2 separate regions of the Mus musculus genome follow, and region 2 is linked to region 1. A link is a contact called in public Hi-C data. All regions are on one chromosome and are shown on one strand. Each heading gives the region's core, a stretch centred on a gene start, on an enhancer-like site or on the middle of the called end of the contact. The rest is flanking DNA. Distances are from core to core; before and after follow the strand shown. Region 1 holds the start of Dusp23 (dual specificity phosphatase 23). Region 2 holds the start of Wdr64 (WD repeat domain 64).

Region 1 (6,062 bases), core at 2,454-4,953:
ATGCATACAGACCAGGGACACTGCTAAACATTCTACCGCCTAGAGTCCCCGTGACCCCCGATCATCCAGCCCCAGTTCAAAATATCAAGAGTGCTAAGAATGAGAAGCCCTGGTCTGATGCAAATGTCAGGATGCTTCTCAGATGGAGGAGGAGTGCTCCTGGCACCAGCGTCGGATGTAATGGGGATGGGCCATCGCTAATGAGTGCCCTTCTGTTGGTAGGCAAATACAGAAGGAAGTGTGATGGGAAGGCAAAAGGTCTGGGGGCCATAAATGAGCACACACAGAGCTTCAGGCTAACCTCTCAAGGTAGAGAGAAGGAGAAGGGCAGAGTTTTTCATTTGAAGTCAACTCTTACTTATTTAAAAGCGATTTCCTTAAGCACATAATTATATGTTTATTTCCCTAAGGAACTCTTGAGGCAGAGGAGACCTGCTTAAATTATGGGGAGGGAACAGCACACAGGGCTTTAATGGGGTTAGAAAAATTTTCTGTCTCCTTCAAAGGAGCCTTGGGAGGAAGGTAAGAGCAGATTCCGCTCTGGCAGTGCGGAGGACACGCGGAGGAACAGACAGCAGAAAGGGCGAGGATGGGTCACATAGCACAGTCGAGCAATACTGGCAAGGGGAGGGCACAGCCCCTCACCTCCTTCTGTGTGGGTAAATTCTGGCAGTGAAAGAAAAGAGTCAAGGAAACAGGCCTTTTCCTCTCTCTGGGTTATGCCCTCCTCAGGAAAACACAGACATACACACTCCCGCGGGAGATGGTCTGGTTTGAATCATGGGGCAGAAGTGGGAGGGGCAAGGTGGATGGTGTGTCCGTCCTTTGTCCTTTTCCCATCCTTGAAGCCTAAATGCCTGGGACCTTGGAGTTTCTTCTCTTTGGCCGATATATCCCCCTGGGTGGGTCAGAGAGGATCCAAGGAGACAGTTAAGGAATGGGCCCTCCAGATGAAACAGAAAAAGGATTTCAAATGAGGGCTCTTATATTTCTTGCTTAAAAAGCCTTTTGTGTAAGAGTGAGCTGGATAATGTTGAGTTAGGGGCACAGGGAAGATGGAATGAAGTACAGGGGAGGGGCTGGTGTAGGCCTAGCTCTGGTCTTTGATAGGAGAGATGGAGGCTGTAGGGGAACTCTTGACTGTCCTGCATCTGGGATAGTTGAGGTAGCCTTTAGTGTCCATCGAGTGTGAAGAGAATGTCATTACCCTTCTCCAGAAGGCAGGGCTCCTGAGAATAGGAATCATGGCTTTTCTTTTTGCTGAGTTGGTTCCATCTCTAACAGCACCTGGTTCACACAGACACGCAGAGTCTCCCTTACTCAGTTCAGCCTATTATGGAAGATAGGGCATGGATTCAGACTGCCATTATGGAAGAGTCCACTGGGCTCATGAATGACACTTATCTCATCTCTCAGAAAGTCTAAAGTGTGGCGCTTGCGGCTGGGTGGAGTCCAACAGGGGAGACGTGAAGATAACACCTGAGAAACATGGCCAAGATTCATAGTCCCAGAGTTATTTATTTGATCACTTAATATCCACTCTAAAACCACCAAGACACAGTTTCAGCATTCGTTGGTCTGAGGCTGGGGACGACATAGGGGTTGGAGGTGACAGATGAGCTGAGTCACCTGAGGCTGGTAAGAGGTGGCCAGCCCTGGTGGGGGGAGGAAGGGGGAGGGAGAGAGGGAGATTAAGAGGGAGAGTGGGAGGGGGAGACCAAGAGAGAAACAGATAAGACAGAGAGAGACCTCATCTGTAGCACGATATGCAGGTCTTCTGTACCCTGAGAGAACAAAGGTGGCTCAGGTAGGACGGATGACCCTACATAAGGGGTGATGTCAAGGGGGCACTGCTGGTGTAGGAGTGCAGCGGCCTGAGGCTGCTTGGAGGCCATGTGGCCAGGGACATGGGTCTCCTTCACTGACCAGTTCTCCTCTATCACATGTCAGGGAACAGCACTTAGAATCCCATCATCCTCAGGATGACAAAGGTGTGTGCTGGAGTCCTGGCCTATCCTTCTGTTTCCCAGAACTGTGACCGGAGGCCTTTCTGAACTCTAGACACCTCATCCAAAGAACAGAAGTGGTTTTTTTTTTTTTTTTTTTGTTTTTTTTTTTTTTGTCTTTTCAACCACCCAGATGTATTGGGAGTGCTGTGTACATGCTATGCAGCGGTGATGAGTTCTTATCAGTTATTACCTCATTTTTGTGGGGTCTCGGCCATCCTGCCGGCCACGTTATGGCTTTGGGGAAGGACTACTTTTGTCCAATAGGAGTCAGAGGGACCTGAAGGATGCAGTACTTTAGTTCACTCCCCTTCCTCCCTGGCCGCAGGAGTTGGGGAGGGGGAAAGGCGGGCTGTTGAAGTCCTCATTTTGTTCGCTGGTAGAACTGGAAGACGGCCTTCTCCTGTTCATACGTCTCAATGGATCCTGGTCGCAGGCGCCGGATCTCAGCAATGGCATCTCCTGCGGCCAAAGCCCGCTCCTTCACCAAGTAGCAGGCTAGCATGGTGCCAGTGCGGCCAAAGCCTAGGGCACAGTGCACTCCAACAGCCTGTGAAGTGGAGACTGATGGAGTAGAGTCCAATGCCCTCCCCAATACTCCCCTGTCCTCACCCCACACATCACAGGCTCTCCAAGAAGTGACATCAAAGCTGTGGGAGGACAGGTGACTAGGAGGCCTCTGGAATGGCTGGTTCCAACTTGGGCTCTCAGCCTACATCGCCTGGCCTCTATCCTGTGCTGTCTTGTATAGTACATCCAGCCACTTGTGGTGCTATTTTTCCTGAAATGTGTCAGTCCAAACTGAGCTGAGGTGCAAAATACTTACCAGGCCCTGAAGATGCGGCATGAAAAAGACTGGACATGCCTCATTAATAATTTGTTTCATATTGATTCTATGTTGAAATAATATTTTTGACTTATTGGATTAGTACAAAATTAACTTCACCTGCTTCTTTTTCATCTTTTTCGTTTTTTGTTTTTGTTTTTTTTTTAAAACGTAGCTGCTAGTAAAATTTAAAATTACAAGTGTGTCTCTATGACATTTGGACCTCTAGTAAAAGGGCTTTGAACTGATTCCGTCTGACATAGGCGCTCCCTGGACTCCTGGAAGGATTTCACTTGACAGTACTCTCTCTCCAGCCTACTTGGCACCACCTCTCCTAGCAGCATAGTTGACTTTAGTCAGGGAGTGGGTCCATCTAGCTCCCACCCCACTTAGCCCTGTCACCCCCGCCCCCAACCCCAGGCTCTCCCACTCTTTTCGGACTCCAGCTCCGGCCCCGCCCACTCATTTCCTTCCAGGCCCCGCCCTCTCGCTCTGGCTCACGAGCGTGCTGACCTCTCCCCGGGCATTGGCCTCGTCCACGATCTTCACAAATTGGTCGATCTGTTCCGGGGACGGCGGGCAAAAGTCAGGGATGCGCATTCGGTGCAGCGTGAGGCCGGGACAGCTGTCACTGTGAGGGGGTCCGCGCTCCGTCAGGGACACCAGGTGCCGCACACCCTGGTCCAGCAGGAACTGGTAGTGCGCGGGCAGCCGGGGCAACGCCAGTCCGGCCAGCCGTCCCGGAAGCACCCAGGAGAAGTTGGGGGGTTGCACGCCCATCGTGGGGGGAGTTTACTCAGGGCGAGGCTGGCCTTTCCTACTCTGCCGGGAGATTGGGTCACCCCCCCTCTGGGGCTGGATTCCGTCCCCGCTCAGCACTTGCCCTAGCGGGCCACGTAGTCTCTTGGACCCTCCCCCGTGACGCTCCTCCCCACCCAGGGTTGGCTGAACAGCGGGGGCGGGGCTAAGACGGCTCCAAGGCAGGCAGAGAAACCCTACAGCCCAACGGACGCGAGCAGGGCACTCGTTGATAGGCTGGGTAATCAACAACAAGCGTGATTATTGCAGCGGGGAGTGAAGGCACTAAGGAAGCCTGGAACCAATTAATTGCTCCTGTAGAGAAAACAGCCCAGGGCTGGGCTCTGCTGCTCCCTGGTGGTGCGTTGGAGCTACTGCATCGTGGGCCAGCCGCCTAACGGCCTGGTCTCTTCATAGTTTTTATACAAGGGGTTTAAATAGTGATAGAAAAATCTACTTCTGCCTGGGCGCGGGTGTGAGTAGGTAATCTCTTCAATGACCAAGCAGTCATGGTTGCTGTCTTCTTGAGTTCTTGAAGTAAGAGGGAACTACTATGTCCCAGACAATAGAAAGTTTTATTTTTCTACTGCCGACAGTAGTTAAAGGATGGGGGGTGGGGAAATATGTGGCACTGGAAATGGTACTCAGGGTAATATAGTAACCACTATCAACAACATAAGGGTTAACAACATTTAAGCTTTTGCTTTGTGTTAGGTACTTGTGCAAATACTTTTTATATATGTTAATTAATCGCCATAAGGTAGGTGATCACAGTAACCCCATTTTAGAGATGAGAAAACTGAGGCACCGAGGAAGCTAAGGAAGATACCATTCTCCAGAATCTCTCTCTCTTTTAAAAAAATGTTTATCTTATGTATATGAGTGCCCTGTAGCTGTCTTTAGACACACCAGAAGAGGGCATCGGATCCCATTACAGCTGGTTGTGAGCCAACTTGTAGTTGCTCAAATTTGAACTCAGGACCTCCGGAAGAGCAGTCAGTACTCTTAACTGCTGAGCCATCTCTCCAGCTCCGAAATCTTGTTTTAAAAATTATTATTATTTTTATTTTATGTACATTGGTGTTTTGCTTGCATGTGTATCTGTGTGAAGGTGTCAGGACTCCCGGAGCTGGAGTTACAGACAGCTGTGAGCTGCCGTGTAGGTGCTGGGGATGGAACCTCTGGAAGAGCAGCCAGTGCTCTTAACTGCTGAGCCATTGTTCTGTCCCCCTCTCCAGAATCTTTTAATGGCACACTTTCCTACAGTCATCCAGGAAATGACAGTGTTACACAGCCATCTTCACATTCTTCCAAACATTTTGTGTTTAAAACCCTGGGTATTTTCTTAACCGGGGGCCTAGGGACATACTGACCTAAGCCCACAAGACCTGGGTATGAAGACATCCTACCCTCCCTTGGTTGCTGGTCATTAGGGTGAAAATCTGGGCCTTGGGAGCCATAACAAGCCAAGATGGGCTACTTGTCTCTTCAATGGGCCAATTAAATAAACCTGCTAGTGAAAGCGGGAGGTGGTTTATTCAGTGTGCTACATTAGTGAGAGAAACAAGGAGGTCCAGTCCCTACCACCCAAGTCTATCTTTAGGGTCCTGGTATGAGGATTAGGCTTAGGTAGAAGGTAAGAGTTATGTATAACTGAGTGTTCCTGGTCAAGGTGTGGTTCTCCATGCCCCCCTTCACCCTAGCCTCTGCTTTCGTCTCTCATACAAGGAGACAAGTTCCCCATCTCTCAAACACCAGGCTCCCAGTCTTTCCCTTCTCCTGCGTGAGGCTCTCGGGGGAAATTCCAGGATCGTGGAGTCCATTGTTTCAGCAACCGGGCAGCGGGAGGGCTGTCCACGGCATCAGCAAAATGGAAGGATTTCTCCTTTCCGAGGTGGATTGCCTGCTCTGGCTCAGTGGGAACGAACCTTGACGGCAGACAGCTGTGTCTGGAAGTAACATTTCCAGGAACTGTCCGTGTGGGCAGATCACTTCTTGGGTTCTCTGCTTTCTCTGTCTACCTTCCACGTGTCAGGGAAGAACTTTCCACGTCTCTCCTCGCCCTTCCGTGCACGTCTCTTATCTCCTTCCTATCCAGCTCCAAGCCTGTCTTCTCCAGTGGGAGGCAGACTCTCTTCTCTAATGAGCCCCTAGGCTGCTCTCAGTGTGTCCTCTCTCCTGTGGGTCTCTGAGGCTGAAAGGTCGTCCATCATCCTCCCTCCTACGCAGGCTTGCCTGTGGAAAGGCCAGTTAGCTCCGAGTGAAGACTTGCTCTCCCTTGTCTGCTCATCCTTCATCTTCTAGAGAGAGAAGGGCTCAGGGTCCATGTCTGAGCTGTGTCCCATTGCAGGTGTCTCCTTTAATTTTCTGTCTCAGCTGAGGGTTTCTGTAAGAAAAGCCACTGCTGGGCTCCTGGCGAGGCTTCCTGCAAC
Region 2 (6,062 bases), core at 2,659-5,158, 3.1 Mb after region 1:
GAACTCTAAACAAGACCTATGTGCCAAGGGAGGACTCTATTTGCCCCTTTGGAGGGAAACGAGGGCACCAGTATAGCAGAATAATAGGAGATGAAGATAGAGAGGTAAGTAGGTGAGCAGCTGTGCTTTGGCCTCTACTGTATCAACATAATAAGGTTGATACAATAGACCTATAAGGTCCAGAACATTGCCTGCGCAAGAGGTGTGAGTGCAATGAATAAAAACAGTAAGAGCCTCTGGGGGAAATGGTTAACATTTTGATAATTGACAATAGTTATTATAATAATCCTGTGAACTGTTAAGGTCTTTTAGTAGAGTTGATACACATAAGCAAGATACTGCATATATGATTTTGTTAATAAAAATGTTTCTTGTACATTTCAAAATTAGGTCTTTATGGGAGTTATGGTTTAAGTGGAAAATTCCCTATGGGTTTGTGTGCTTGAATACTTGGCCCCTGTCTGGTGGCACTGTTATGGGAGCTTATGGAATCTTTGGCATGGAATCATTCCCCCAATAGATCATCTCCAAAGTGACCCAGACAAGCCAAGCAGTGCCTGGTCCTTCAGGCCTGTGTACTGCTAAGAATGCAAGCCCTGGCCACAGGCATCATCAGGTGCTAACATACATTCTTTCCAGGAGAGTTTTTCCTTGGCTTATTCCTGGAGCTGGGTCTGATCATGGTGAACCAGATGTAAAGCAACCTGCTACCCTGCCTTGGTTAGTCGTTGGTTTTGTTTGTTTGTCTGTTTGTCTGTCGGTTGGTTTTGTTGTGTTGTTTTCCCAACCTGACACAAGCTAGAGTTTGTGGGGAAAGCAAAGAACCTCAGTTGAGAAGATGCTCGCACTAGACTGGCCTGCAGGAAAGCCCGTGGAGCATATTTTTGATTAATGGAGGTATATGAGCATCCAGTCCTGGGTTGTATAAGGCAGCAGCCTAAGAAAAACACAACTAGCAAGCCAATAAGCAGTATTCTTCAACGGATTCTACTTCAGTTCCTGCCCTGAGTTCCTGCCCTGGCTTCCTTCAATGATGGACTATGATGTGAAGGTGTAAGATAAACTAAACCCTTTCTTTCCCAAGTTGCTGTTGGTCATGTTTTGGGTTTTTTTTTGGGGGGGGGGGTTCCCTCAACATCCTTCCACCATGTATGGATGAGTAGAAAATGCCCACAGGAGGAATGGACATTTAGCAGCTACTGACGGCTAGAGCTTTGATGATTCCCAATCATCAGAACGATGAGAAAGGAAACACTGATGTTTGTAAATTACTCAGTGGGACGTATTTTATTGCAGCAACAGGAATGGACCAAGACCAATGCAACAGAAGATATAACATCTAATATAGTAAGCGATAACTTCACTTTAACACGTTTATTTTTTTAAAGTTTGTGTGTGTTTGTGTGTGTGCGCTTGCCCACACTCATGTTTGCAAGAGTGCAGGTCCCTGTGGAAGACAGGAGGGGGCTGCTGATGCTGGTTTTTAAGCTACTTCATTGGTTTCTTATACCTCTCCCTCCCTGGCAACCCTTACTCCTTCCAACACCCCAACACTAGGTAGGAGAGAAAGAAGGATAAAGGGGGAAGGAAGCAATGTCTCTTTAGAGCACTTCCTGCTGATTAGGGGCACTGAACTCCTTGGGGGCAAGTCCAATCTTAATAGTCAGGATATCTCTAACTTCTGATCTCTTTTCTCACAGGAACTAGCAGGAGGACTTGTCATGTCCTCTCCTTTAGAGTGCTCGGACACCCCTCTCCTCCCAGGGCTCTGGCATTTATACCCTCTCCAGAGTCCTCAGGATTAAACTCTCCAAAGCTGGCAGAATCACAATCTTGCCAGAGCATACACGAGGCAAATAGTCAGCGGCTGTGGATAATCTGCGGCAGCCCCTACATCCCACACCTGGGGTTGAAACAATGAACAGAACTGGATTTGTAAAGGAAACCAAAACTCTCACTACAGAGGGCCTTGGAGTTCCCTAGAACTGGAATTGCAAACAGTTGGGAGCTGCCTGATGCTGAGTGCGGGTCCTCCAAGCGTACACCTACTTTTAAGTACTGTCTTCCCACTCTCACCAATAATCTCACCAATAATCCTGAAAGCATTCCAATTTCTAACTATTTTGTAAAACTTGTTACTTTTTAGTTTGATTGTGCAAAGCCTAAAGACAGTCCACATACCTGTGTGCGGCTGGTTCTCGTGTGTATCAAGCACGTGCTGACGTCAGGACTCTACGCCAATGCTTTGCTGGAACACCTTTTAACCATTTAGCCTCATGACTTGTTACCTCCCCTGCAGGATTCTGCCAAATATCTTTTTGTTAAGTAATTGTTTATTACACACACACACACACACACACACACCCCACTCCAGTGCACACACCTTTACTCAGTCTTCAGAGCATTTACCACCTTCTGGAATACCATGCACGTGCCTGTTTTCACCATTAGATTGTAAGCTCAACACACCATTCGCTCACTATTCTATCACTACTACCTAAGTACCTGCTAGCATAAGTAGGTGTCTGATAAGTATGCGCTGAATGGATGGATGAGGAAATAGAAGAATTCATGGATGAGGATTGTAGGAAAGATAGTTCCTAGGATGTTGCCAAATAGTATTTGGATGGGAGAAAAGGAATAAAGAATAAATAGTGTGAGGAGATTCTCTAAGTAAGATGTTTATAGGAATTTACTCCCCTAATAGCTCATAGTGAGAGGATGAACACCTGGTACTCAAAACAGGAGTGCCCCCTAATGCCACTCGCTTCAATTCTGAACTCAGGATTGCACAAGATGGTTTAAAAGATGCACTACCAAGGAATAGGGACTCTATCTGTCTCACATTTCCATGAGTTGACTGTTGATGAACATGTTGATGAATAGACTTTTATAAAACACTGGGGAGGGCTGGGGGCTGGAGACATATCTCCATTGATAAAGTATTTGTTGCACAAACATAAGGCCATGAATCGAGATTCCCCAGCACGCACGTTAGAAGATAGGCACAGTGGGCTAGGCAACTGGAATACTGGTGCTCAGGATGCAGAGGCAGATGGATGCTTAGGGCTTGTTGGCCACCTAATACAGTCAATACAGCTTCAGGTTCCGGAGAGATCCTACATCAAAGATGAAAGTACAGCGTGTGTAAGAAAATGGGCAGTATCATCCTCAGGCTTCCTTGTGCAAACGTATTCACAGCGGAGCATTTGTGTGCACATGTGCGGGCACACAAACACAGTTGGAGATTGGAGAACTTGAATCAGAGGTAAGCATTTGGACTCAGTGGAATCAGACGTTAATTTTAATGGAAAAAACAAGCAGAAAGGCCTCTTCTCCTTCAACTGGCTCCCCCCGAAAAATGTCCTCTCAAGGACACCTTCCTTATCCTTGGCTCCTTTTAGTATTTTAACTAAAGTAAGTGCATAAAGAGAAGGAAGGAAGAAAGAAAGAAAGAAAGAAAGAGAGAAAGAAAGAAAGAAAGGCTTTCATTCTCCACAACTTCTAAAAATATCTTTATTGGTGCCAAGTAAGACAGGAGATGAAAATATATTTTCATCCTCACAGGTTCATCTTCCATATCCAGGAGAGCTATGGGAACAAATGTAAACTTTACTCTCTGTAGTACCTTGAGGGAGACAGGAGGCTGGGAGTGAGAAGAGACATTCATTCCGATTAAAGTAATGCCTGGATTCCTTCCTTTACCCTTCCATTTTCTCAATAGGCAGACACACACACACACACACACACACACACATACACACACCCTGCAGGAGGTGGATCCCAATCTGCTGTGGGACTTACAGAGACACTGTGACCTAATGAAGTCCCCATGATGGCCAATGTTAACATTATGAGGTCAGGACCCTTCACTAACACCCCTGCCTCTATGAAATGCAGCAGGCCTCAGCTGTCCTCCTGCTAACCTGCTAGAAACAACTCTTACTCCTTGTTCCTCTAGAACAGGGATATAAAAGTCAGAGGAATGAGACCTAGGGCAAAAGTTGAAACAGCAGACACATTATAAGAACTAGAAGCATTTCCACATTGGCAAGTTTGCAGTATTATTTCTGCGCAGAAATAAGAGACTCCCTATGTCTGTATGGATGCCAAGGATGAGAAGCGGTTCAACCTCGCGCTGCAGATCAACAATTTCAAAGCGTCCTTGGTTGAGTTCAATAAACTGGTTGAACAGACAACAGCCCAGAAAAAGGAAGAAAGAGCAGGCATATTTATACCAAAAGAAGGTAAGATGGATGGTTACAGGGAAGTCCATCTGGATTCGTTGATTAGGTCATCGGAGAAAAGCAGTCTTGTTTAAACCCAAGACACTGAATGGGGGACCAGACCTGAGTTCTTTCTTTGTCCCCGACATACTTAGCTAGGCATGAGGAAGCCTTTTGTATTTACCTGTAATATAAAGAGTTGGATTAAATAGCATTAAGAGTTTATATTCCAGACACTATCAGTCACAGGCCCACCTGAGACTCAGTATAGCATAGTGAACACGCAGGAGGCCCTCTGTGTCTCTGTGTTACCCAGCTTAACTAGAACTGGAATAAAATGCAGTCCACTTTGCTTGGGAAAACAATGGGAGTTAGAGAGGAGTCACCTGCCCAAGTCTCTTAAGAGTCAGAAGGGTTCAGATCTTTCCGGAAGTTCTCTGGATCTTGGCTGAGCTCTCTATAAAGCGCTCAACAAAGCTTGAATTTCCCTCCTGTCAGCTTGTTTTACCTCTTGCTACAATTGATTCTCCAAACTCTCACCATGTTTTTAAATTGTTGATGGGGCTTCTGTTTCTCTCAGCCAAGTTTCCTATCCTAGGAGAGAGCCAGGCACAGAGCCTAGAATTCGTTCTCTCTCCCTTTTCCTCTAGCCCAATACTTCCTAAGTCAGCAGCCCTCCTCCCCTCCTCTCCAACACTGTCAATTTGCTGCAACAACCTCAGAAGTCTCTTTTTCCACCAGCTTTGCCCTTTGATTCTAAAAATATACTCTGTCAACTCGTCCTTGACTCTCTTCCCTTAAGATATTCCTCCATGTCTCCTCTCTGCTTCTCTGCTAAATTTCCCTACAGCATCTCTGCCTTTCTCTCATCCACTCCAGGCTGGCTTCCCTCATTTTTGCTGAAAATATATTCAGTATCTAACACTGTTGCCAAATTCAGATAAGTTGTGGTTTTTTTCTTTCTTTCTTTTAGACGGTCTCACTATGTAGCCCAGGCTGGTCTGAAACTTGATATCCTCCACTCCCAGTTTGTCCAGGTGTGCACCACCAAGGCTGACTTTGCTATCACGTTTCAGCCCACGTGACCATTTCACTGCAGGAACACTGGTCTGGTCTCCTCTTCTGCTCTGAGAAGCTCCTCCCTCCATGCTCCTCCCCCTGTGTGTCTTGACAGTCTCTTCTGGTTTTGCTCATTTCTCTTTCTTTCTTTTTCTTTCTTTTTCTTTTTCTTTTTTTTTTTTTCTTTTGTCGTTTGTCCTGAGTTTCTGCCTAGTGTGTTCTTGCCCAAGTCTTATGGCATGAATGCTGGCTGCCTAGTCTCCAGAGCCGTGTAGTTAGCATCACTTTTGAGAGGAGTCTTCATAATATATAATCATAGTTCTCTCAGATTGTTCTAACACCTGCTGGGAGTCTTCCATCCAGACTTATTCCTTCTGATATATTTCTACAACGAGTTTTTCCTCTAGCTCTGCCACAATCCTGGTTTACTAACTCACCTTTAGAATCTGTACATGCCATCTTGCTGAGCATGAGTCACGCCTCAACCTTTCCGGCATCAACGTCTGGCACCTTCAATCCTGTCAGAGGCTTTTCAACATTTCTAAATATGTCATAGTGGTTTTTTTTTAAATATTTACTTATTTACTTTGTAAACTGAAACTGTAGCAACTGAACTACATCCTCATGCCTGAGCTGAACTTTTCAGGAAAAAAAAAAAAAAGGCAAATCTATGTTTAAAATGCCACATGGCTGTGGACCATGTGAGCTTTGTCACCAACCAGTCCTGACTTAGTGCCCTCTCATCTATCACACAAAACTTTGGAGTTGTATTAGTAG

Evidence for each region. Hi-C and Micro-C count contacts between places; a contact is called where the count stands out from the background.
Region 2: a contact with region 1 is called in a Hi-C map of CD4 T cells, with 4 times the contacts expected there. The contact joins the promoter of Wdr64 here to the promoter of Dusp23 in region 1.

The regions. Positions count from the first base shown.
Region 1 is chr1:172,629,271-172,635,332 of GRCm38.p6, forward strand. It overlaps Dusp23 (dual specificity phosphatase 23), which reads right to left and starts at 3,704. Exons shown (of 2, transcript NM_026725.2): 1 at 3,346-3,704; 2 at 1,499-2,556. The coding sequence starts at 3,612. The coding sequence ends at 2,371. Gm35601 (a long non-coding RNA gene) reads left to right here and starts at 3,710. Exons shown (of 5, transcript XR_001779542.2): 1 at 3,710-3,871.
Region 2 is chr1:175,694,685-175,700,746 of GRCm38.p6, forward strand. It overlaps Wdr64 (WD repeat domain 64), which reads left to right and starts at 3,909. Exons shown (of 28, transcript NM_029453.2): 1 at 3,909-4,247. The coding sequence starts at 4,103. It overlaps Gm39707 (a long non-coding RNA gene), which reads left to right. Exons shown (of 3, transcript XR_865748.2): 2 at 1,297-1,347; 3 at 1,701-1,974.